Regions from separate parts of the Mus musculus genome. Here region 2 is linked to region 1. Evidence: chromatin contacts called from public HiChIP or PLAC-seq data. All regions are on one chromosome and are shown on one strand. The core of a region is the stretch at or near the end of the contact, and the rest is flanking DNA. Distances in the headings are between cores, read along the strand shown. Region 1 overlaps Srgap2 (SLIT-ROBO Rho GTPase activating protein 2). Region 2 overlaps Srgap2 (SLIT-ROBO Rho GTPase activating protein 2).

Evidence for each region. HiChIP or PLAC-seq counts read pairs in DNA pulled down with a chosen protein or histone mark.
Region 2: a contact with region 1 is called in an H3K4me3 HiChIP or PLAC-seq map of bone marrow-derived macrophages, with 4 times the contacts expected there. The contact joins two enhancer-like sites. A contact is called at or near these places in 3 of 15 datasets of contacts at CTCF or cohesin (CD8 T cells, large pre-B cells and pro-B cells), 3 of 484 Hi-C or Micro-C datasets (bone marrow-derived macrophages and nephron progenitors), 7 of 115 datasets of contacts at active chromatin or transcription factors (CD8 T cells, the HPC-7 cell line, bone marrow-derived macrophages and 4 more) and 4 of 9 other capture datasets (adipose tissue, bone marrow-derived macrophages, liver and 1 more).

What each region holds. Positions count from the first base shown.
Region 1 is chr1:131,359,050-131,363,742 of GRCm38.p6, forward strand. The region is part of intron 5 of Srgap2 (SLIT-ROBO Rho GTPase activating protein 2); the gene reads right to left. All of the region lies in intron 3 of Gm51644 (a long non-coding RNA gene), which reads left to right. Among named protein-coding and RNA genes, the nearest start is that of Ikbke, 82 kb to the left of the region's middle. Within about 2 kb of position 1,937, at least 13 of the 459 cell types and tissues checked have an H3K27ac peak or open chromatin away from gene starts, as enhancers often do. A contact at or near this core is called in bone marrow-derived macrophages and microglia, where this site is marked.
Region 2 is chr1:131,471,690-131,476,702 of GRCm38.p6, forward strand. All of the region lies in intron 2 of Srgap2 (SLIT-ROBO Rho GTPase activating protein 2), which reads right to left. Among named protein-coding and RNA genes, the nearest start is that of Srgap2, 53 kb to the right of the region's middle. Within about 2 kb of position 2,167, at least 40 of the 459 cell types and tissues checked have an H3K27ac peak or open chromatin away from gene starts, as enhancers often do. A contact at or near this core is called in bone marrow-derived macrophages and microglia, where this site is marked.

The DNA.
Region 1 (4,693 bases), core at 687-3,186:
AAATATGAGTAAGCAGTCAGGGGTGGTGGTGGACACCTTTAATCCCAGAACTCAGGAGACAGAGGCAGGTGGATCTCTGAGTTTGAAGCCAGCCTGTTCTATAGAGAGAATCTAGGATAGCCAGGGTTATACAGAGAAACCCTGCCTCAAAACCACATGTATGTATGTATGTATGTATGTATGTATGTATGTATGTATATATGTATGTATATTTACATAGAATGATTTTCAGACATTTGAGGAGGTTTCCAATGTTTTCTAAAATTTGTAAGACCCAAATAGGTAACTCAGTGGAAACAGTATATATAGGAAAAAAAAAAAAGACTGAAAACAGTTTATCAGTAAGAGCCCAAGAGAGATGGAGAATGGGAAAGATATAGCAATATCTTTGAGTAAGAACTCAATGAAGGGAGTTGGGGAGAAGATAGGTGAAAAACCCAAGACTTCCTGGCAACTGGCAATTAAGATTCCATTCTTGTACCTCTTCAAGAACATGCCCTTCTACCACAGACTTGTAAAAGAGTTTGCACCTTATTTTCATCTGCTGCCTCATTTTGCTGCACCCCCACTCCATATTAAAACCAAATGTCCTGAGTTTAGCACTAACTCTTATTTGTCTTTATATGGCTAGTGCCTAATGCCAGGGTCAAATAGACAAACAGTATCAGGGGACTATTAGCTGACACTGATTCAAGGGAACAGGTGCTGAATTTCAATTTGAAACAGCCCTGCAACCAGCTGCTGCACCAAGTCAAGAAGACATCTTCAGAGATAATACAGAAGCATAAAACCTCTGGAGTAAAGATAGCCCCAGAGTGTCTCACTATCTCTCTCCCCGCCCTCTCTCATGTTACTGTTTCTTTGACTCTTCATGGCCAATCCATGTGGCTTCCCTGTCTCCATATATACTCTTTCCTGTAGGGGCTTCCTGGGTTTTCCAGACACTGCCTCTCTGTACAATTGAGGCAGACAATCAATCCAAGAGTTCTTTAGGAAGTACTGCACTCTGACTTCAAAGGCATTCCTACAACATGAGAAAGAAAATGAAAACCACTTTACTATGGCTTACAAGCTAGCCAGCTCATTGTGATGGAGAGGGGGATAATGGACCAGCATACATATGTGCAAGAATCTCTGGGATTGCTCTCTGGGAGAACAGCTGTGGGAAACTCCCCCTGGCACATAATGCTAACTCAGGGAAATCAAAGCCCCTTCAGGCAGAAGAAGAAGGTGCAGAGGAATAGCTGGCTACTTATCATGGGGTTCTGGATCTCTTGTTCAAAGGCATCTTTATTTAGAGCTACCTGGGCTCTGCCTCTTGGCTCATCAAAGTTTAAAAGTACTTAGATGATCAACCCTTGAGTAATTGGTTCCCTCAAAAGAAGTATTCATGGGTGTTAGGGGCAACTGCAAGAAGACCACTGAAAAATACAGTGGTCTTCATCTCTTCTTTCAATGACCCACAAATCACACATGATTTCTTTCTTTCTTTTCTTCTCTTCTCTTCTCTCCTTCCTTCCTTCCTTCCTTCCTTCCTTCCTTCCTTCCTTCCTTCCTTTCTTTCTTTCTTTCTTTCTTTCTTTCTTTCTTTCTTTCTTTCTTTCTTTCTTTCTTTCCCCCCCTCCCCCTTGAGACAGGGTTTCTCTGTGTAGCCCTGGCTGTCCTGGAAATCACTCTGTAGACCAGGCTGGCCTCAAACTCAGAAATCTGCCTGGCTCTGCCTCTCAATTGCTGAGATTAAAGGTGTGCACCACCAATGCCTGGCCACATATGATTTCTACTGCTGACAGGATCAGTGAAAGCAGTTCTTTCCTGTTTTCTTAAATAGAGCAAATAGGGAAATGCTCTTTAGAAGAAACTCTCCGTATTTCTTCCTAATGCCCAAAGAGTATATATATGGCAAATAGCTTTCCAAAGCTAGCAGCACATGGTAGTATCAAGTTCCTGCTTGAGGAAGCCACTATCTCATGTAGGGTGACTAACATCCTGCTCTCCTCAAGACTACCAATTCAGCACTAAAAATATGTCCTAGGAAACTGTTTAAGAGAAGGTTTCACTGTGTCACCCTGGCTGGCCTGGAACTCACGATGTTTAAGAGAAGGTTTCACTGTGTCACCCTGGCTGGTCTGGAACTCACGATGTTTAAGAGAAGGTTTCACTGTGTCACCCTGGCTGGCCTGGAACTCACGATGTTTAAGAGAAGGTTTCACTGTGTCACACTGGCTGGCCTGGAACTCACGATGTTTAAGAGAAGGTTTCACTGTGTCACACTGGCTGGCCTGGAACTCACGATGTAGAACAGACTGACTTTGAACTCAACCTGCCTCTGCTTCTCAAGTATTGAATAAAATGTGGCTCTCTCTCTCTTCATGAGCACTAGGCTAATCAGCAAAAAGGATATATAGTCACCCAAATCTCAGACCAGTCCTAAGATATTCTCACCCTACATAAACAACAACTTTTAATTCTAGTCTGTAACTTTCCTAATAATCTATACAGAATCTTCAAATTTATTTGGTCCTTCAAATTTATATAGTCTCATATTTTGAAAATATGAATTCCTCAATCATTGTCAGCCATATGGCATACAGGTATCAGAGCATGTCACTTGCTGCTGCTTCTGGGGAATTGCTGGGTGGAAAACAACAAACTTCCCACCAACTTTTATCATCATGCTGACTTGCAGTGCATGACTTCCAAGTGCATGCATCTAGTAGTCAGAGCAGGACAGATTCTCAGGTGTCTAATTTAGCAGTCTAGGCTCAGCACACCCGTGCTTTTGGAGCTTGATAACTATTGCGGCAAATTGTTCTGTACATTGTAGGATCCTCCAGTCACGACAACTAAAAACATCAGCAGACACTGACACACATTCTACTTTGTAGGAATGGGGGAGGCCACCATGTATAAGGCTCAGTGTACCAGAGTCTGTTCTGTCCTCTCTGGAAGTTCCTGGTGTCTTCTGTTTTTCTTTTTCCATTTAGATGTAAATAGCTAAGCCTTATTTGGGACTTGATGAATCTTAAGTATAATAATTCACCTCAAAGCAGGGAGCAGCACACGCACTGATTCTGCATGTGGATGCTAGGCTTTATGCTCTCTATTAACTATGGGCTCATGGTGGCCACAGAAGCCATCGCCAATACTGGTCTGAAGACTAAGCATAGAGGTCTCAGGGCTGGGAGATGGCTGAGTAGAGAGGCCTAATGACCTGAGTTTGATCCCCAGATCCCACAAGGTGGCAGGAGAGAACAAACTTCTAAGAATGATCCCTTATGCACACTCAAAATAAATACTAAAAATAATACATAGGGGATGGTAGGCACAGGGCTGGGGTGGGTGGGGAGAATCTTCCATCTTGTCTTTCATCAGAAAAAGCAGCAAGCTCCATGGTTTTCATCCTCATTCCACCACAGCTTACATATTGCCATTTGCTTTCTAAATCAACACTTATGAAGTAAGGCAAAGCTAACAGTTCTTTAGACTCTTCTTCCTCTGCTACCTCACTGCAAAAGCAGTATGCTGGGTCTGAGTTGGTTTGAGGATGTTGCTCGACTTCTGGTAAACAGCAAATAGCAAAGACTCAAGATGCTTATTTACTGGGAAAACAGGAGTCCTAGAATAGCATGTGCCATTGTTATGTTAGAGAGATCTACAGAGGCAAGACTCAGCTCTTCTTGGTACCTAGAAGATGGTCTAAAAATAAAGAGAAGTTAAGCAATGAAAAGATAAGGTTCAGGAAACTCATCCACTCTGAAAATGGTTCACAATACCATGCTTCTATTTTTAAAAAGTCTTAACTTCATTTGAGAGAAATAAAAACTTAGGGGACAAAGAGTACCACCTATTACTTGGCTTCAGAGATTAAGAGTCAGTGAGTAGAAATTCAAAACAACTGGAGCATCACTGGAGACAAATTAGATGACCACTCAAGTCTATTTACCAACAGTTACCATGACATACTGGCCACACCTAAACTTCTGGATCAAGAATTTGGAATTCTGATCTCAGACGCTTGTGGAGCACATCACCACTATCCTCCCATCCTGTGAAGGAAGGGGGTAAAGCATGGAGAGATAAGAGGAAGGCAGGGAGGGAGGGAGGTAGGGAGGGAAGGAGGGAGGAAGAGAGGGAAGGAGGAGTAGAGGGAGGGAGGAAGAAGTAAATACAGAAGATCATTTTCACCTTCAAATAGGTTAGGGCACCCTAGAAAATGACACATAGTGCTGGCACATCCAAACTTTGGAAAGGGTTGGAAAAGCTACAAGTTTACAACTGAAGTATTCCTCCTTTGGCAGAAGGAACTTCCTTGGTGTGTGTTCTCAATGTAATTAACAAAACATGGCTGAGAGAAAACAAACACCAGGGCTCCTGAGGCACACTGCTACAAACCACAGTCTGAAGAGTTCAAAGCAGACTGCCTTCTTTTCTCCAAGGCCGAAGCTTACCTCTCTGTTGTGTTTGCCATGTTCTCTTCGCCTGAAATGATGCTGCACATTGAAGACTTTAGGAATCTGTGCTTCCATTTACAGCATCTGCTCTAATCTCAAACCACAATTAATCTAAGTTCTGATGCATAGTTTAAGACCTAAACGCTTTCCAATATGCAGAAGTGTGATGTAGGCTACATTCCTTGTCATCAAGTTTGGGGTCCCTGGCTTGCTGGTAATTGTACCCCAGCTGTTCTGGTAAC
Region 2 (5,013 bases), core at 917-3,416, 110 kb after region 1:
CCTCTCCCTAACTACCACTCAAGTAACAAGCCAGCAAAGCAACCAGAAAACTTGCACCACTGCCAGGCAACTTTAGCAGAAAGGAGTGGTCCACTGAAAGAGCTACCAATGCTGGATCCCAGGAAGTTGTATAGGGGCAATGAATAGAGGAAAGCATTCACCAGGGGATTAGTATTGTCCAGGGCAGAATCTACACACCTCTGGAGATTGTGAGGCGCCACAGGCAGTTGCCTTCCTCCTTTCTCTCAAAGAATAACAAGCAGGCAATCAGGCCAGAAAACCACTTAGGACGTTACTCTTTTAAAAAATCTTTATAGGGTCAGGGGGAAATGGGTCTCTAGGCAGTGTGTATTCCCTGCAGAATCTTGGAGATGAGGTGAGAATCCCATTCCAGATCTGTTTAACACTTGTGGTCACTTGTTCCTATCACTGGGGGACAATGTTTACTTCATTTAATTTATCCTAATTCTGGTCACCATTATCAAAGATTGTCATCCATCTGTACCCTCTCATAGAGTCTTAAACACAGCTTGTCATCTGTTCTTCCAAAACAAAAATGTCAAAGACAACATCAGGAAGAGAGGAAGAGGGAGGCAGGAAAGGAGAAAGAAGGAAAGAAGGAAAAAAGAAGAGAAGGAGGGAGGGAGGGAGGGAGGGAGGGAGAGAGAGAGAGAGAGAGAGAGAGAGAGAGAGAGAGAGAGATCAGTCACCCTACTTCTAAAATAGCAAAAAAAGTGGAACAGGAAGAATAATTAGGGAACTAATATACAGGCTTAGTTTTATTTCCAGAGCTGGGTTAATATCCTTTTACTTATGTGTAAATGAAATTGCCAATTAAAAACACTACTAGGAAAAAACAAAAAGAAAAAAAAGGAGAAAAGCAGGACTAAACTCTAAGATATTTTAACACAGAAAATAAGAATTGGTGAGGATTTAACTGCCTCACTATTTATGTTGTAAGTTGCCTTTACCTCAAAAGGATCAGGGAATTCGCCATGGGTTAAAAGAAGGTAAGTCAGAATCTAGCACAATTCCAGCCACCAAAACCATCAGACGACTTCTAATCCTGACAGCTCCTCTAGCTTCTCTATAAGAAAATCTATAGGAACCAAAACTCAGCTACTCAAGGATTGACTTCTCTCTATCAAAAGATTCCACAAGTGACTGAGACTCATATGTGAGAATCACCCAAAAAATAACCTTACAAAGTCAGGAGATATAAAATAGATACCCAACCTAAACAAGAAACCGTCTACAGACAATCTCCTGGTTCCTAATTTTATGAGTTTTGTTTCACTAGGTATCTTTTTTTTTTCTTCAGACACACCAGAAGAGGGTCTCATAACACATGGTTGTGAGCCACCATGTGGTTGCTGGAATTTGAACTCAGGACCTTCGGAAGAGCAGTCAATGCTCTTAACCACTGAGCCATCTCTCTAGCCCTTTACTGAGTATCTTAAAGCATAGCCTTAAATCTTTCTGCTCTGTATTTTGGTTAGAAAAACTAAGTTAAAATGGGCTTTGTAATTAAAGCAAAATGAATCTTTCTAGGTGGCACAGCTACACTGGAACTTCACTTGTTTCAAAATATGTATCTGTCAAGTTCAGAACCTTTGCTTGGATAAAACTCATGTAGTAGAAGCATGGGTATAAAGATGATTGCAAGTATAATACGCTATAGAGAGAATTAGAGACGGTATCTCCTTCATGAATGATCAAAGTGTCTTCTAAATCAAATGAGGATACCCTGTATCACAAACCAGATAGCAAGTAGTTAAATAAACTTGTCTTTTTATTAATCTCACTCCAATTACACTTTGGTCAATTTAAAAGCACACTCCTACCAATGTTTGCTTTTTTTTTTTTTCCTTTTTAAACAGTCTGTGCTCACATCATCATTTAAAACAAAAGACCTTACATGCTTACAAAAAGAATGGAGATGGGCCAGCTTCAGGACACATGCTACTTGGGGAGGAATGACTGTCTCTAAGAAATAGCTCTATACCTCTCTGACAACCCCACAATAAGCTAGCTATACACAAATGCCTGAAATAATGAAGTTTATCAAGAAAATGAACAGTTGGCAAAATCAAGGCTTCTAGTCCAAAGGACTAGGCTTGCAGCTGGTTTGGCCAGTCATCAAAAAATCTGAATTTAAATGGCAGACACATTCACTGTGGCCTGTAACAAAACAACTGGGGTGTCAAAGGCTCATTTCCTTTACACCCTATACATCTCCTGCCAATAAAAAGAGGAAGCATGTTTTGGTGTTCATAGCACATCTTGGGTAGTTTCTATTCTCATCAGTCAGTCTCTGGGATTTTCCACATATTACTGAGTCATTACCCATCTATACTGACCTATAATGTGCAGAGAAAGGCTCCTGTTTAGAGTCTGGAGAAAAAAATGTCAATCTCAAAGTTCAAGAACTCCCACCGCTAGGGAAACAAATGTAAGAAAGACTATGAACGCAGATGTGAGAAGCCTACTTTCAGACTGACCCTCAGCCAGCTTAATGACTTTGGACAGTTCACTTATCTTCTCACATAGACAGCAAGGCAGAAAATGATCAAATGGTCTCTCAGTTCCTTTCTAATCCATCCTTTGACTTTTGATTAATAAATGATACTCCTAAAGCTAAAACTGGGACTTAAGTTAATAAATACCTTTTACATTAAGAAAATTCCTATTCTAAACAAATAGAGCTGTATTGTCCATACCGTCTCCAAACGCTATACTGCAACACTGGTCCAAGAGACTCCTTCTACAGAGGATACTGAATCAGTAATAGGCTGATGTATTCAATCAACAAATACCTACCAAGCACTTTGTAAGCATTAAAGACAGAGCAGAACAAAATCCTTTTCCCACAGGAACATTAGAGGACAGTGGGGAGTGGGGGAAAGTGATTTGAAATTAATCGAACAGAAAACAACAGGTCAGGGCTGGAGAGATGACTCAGCTGTTAAGAGCACTGACTACTCTTCCAGAGGTCCTTGAGTTCAATTCCCAGCAACCACATGGTGGCTCACAACCATCTGTAGTGGGATCCGATGTCCTCTTCTGGTGTGTACAGTGTACTCATATACATAAATAAATCTTAAAAAAAAAAAAACTAACTCTGATTTCCATTTAAAAAAAAAGAAAAAGAAAATACCAAGTCAGGGTACATTTTCTAGAGAACTGTCACAAAGGCTATTTAATAAGGTAACTTTCAAGTAGAGATTCAAGACAGCAGAGAAATGAACTATGAAAATGCTAGTGTGCTAGGAAGAAGAAGCTTCAGAGTCTCAAGGCAGGACTCTGCTAAGCATGCTTGGCAGATTAAGGGAAGCAACAGGAGTCCAGTGTTATGCAGCAGAGCACAAGGTGAAGAGTAAGAGAAAGCATGGTTGCGGAGGAAGAAGAGGAAGAATCTTGTATGCAAAAGCACAGGTAGACATGCACAGAGAATGAGGAGCTGAATTCCAGTTTTAGATTTATTTATTTATTTTTATGTATATGAGTGTTTTTGCTTTCATGCATATATGTACAACATGTGTGTGCTTGGTGTCCTCATAGATCAGGAGTCAAATCTCCTGGACCTGGAATTACATAGATGGTTGTGAGCCACCATTTGAACCCAAGTTCTCCACAAGAACAAGTGTTCTTAACCACTAAACCATCTCTCCAGCTCCCTGAATTCCATTCTTTAAGACTGTTTGAGATGTCCTATTAAAAGGAGATGGGAGGGACAAGAGAGGAAGAGCAGTTAGGAGGCTACTGACACAGTGCAGTACAAGGTGATAGATAGTTCTGGGCCACAGCAGCAGCAGTGAGGAATGGTGAGTCAGGCTTTGCAGCATCTGCTCAAGTACAAGACAGTGAGTGCCACACAGAACCTAAGAAAACTCTACAACAGAATCCAAAGCCTCTAAAGATTCAAACATCTGCTATGAGATCCAAGGATGAGGAAATTAGCTGTGTCTGTCACCCAGTGTCCAACATGGTACCTGGCACAGAAAATGGTATCCAGACAGTGTTAAATGAATAAAGATCAAATGGAATATATCATAAATCCAAAAGCTCTATAGTCATCAGCAGACTAGAGAATATAAAGCATTAAATCATACTTCACTGACTAGTGATCAGTGAAACCACCATTAGTGGCCAGTGATCCTCTCCTGTAGGTGAATGAATCTTTTTTTGTAAAAGATTCTCCATTGTAATTTGTTTCATCATATTAAATATTTAAACCTCCAGAAAATCTCATAATAAATAACTGAGAATCTAAACAACTCAGCTACTTCCTGAAGAGACCACATGTAGTCACTGGATTTTACAGCGCCTCAGTACCTTCCAACTAAAACACAAAAAGAAATATTCCATGAGAAAGTTCATGTTTCAATAAATACTGAGTAATGGGGGCTGCTAAAAAGGTACATTTGTAAATAATATTACAATTAAATAATAACAAACACCAAATCTGTACTATTTCTAGATGGAAGGCCAGTGATTATCCTAGAATATGTTCCACTTCTGTATTAAGTTGAAAACAGGAATTTCTACCTTTTTGACCTAAAGCATTGCTTAGAGAGGCAACAACTCTCAGCTTCAGAAGCTCTTCTGTCAAAATAAACCTTTGAAGTCCCAAGGCTCTCAACTCCTGGAAACTAAACATATGCAAAGTATAGGATAAGAAAACTTACTATTCTGGAGAAATAACAATAAAGGTATGCAAGGAACTATAAATCAAAACAACCCTGAGAGTCCACCTCAGACCAGTCAGAATGGCTAAGATCAAAAACTCAGGGGACAGCAGATGCTGGCGAGGATGTGGAGAAAGAAGAACACTCCTCCATTGCTAGTGGGACTGCAAGCTTGTACAACTACTCTGGAAATCAGTTTGGTGGTTCCTCAGAAAGTTGAACATAGTACTTCCTGAGGACCCAGGTATACCACCACTCCTGGGCATGTACCCAGAAGATGCTCCAATGTGTAATAAGGACTCATGCTCCACAATGTTCATAGAAG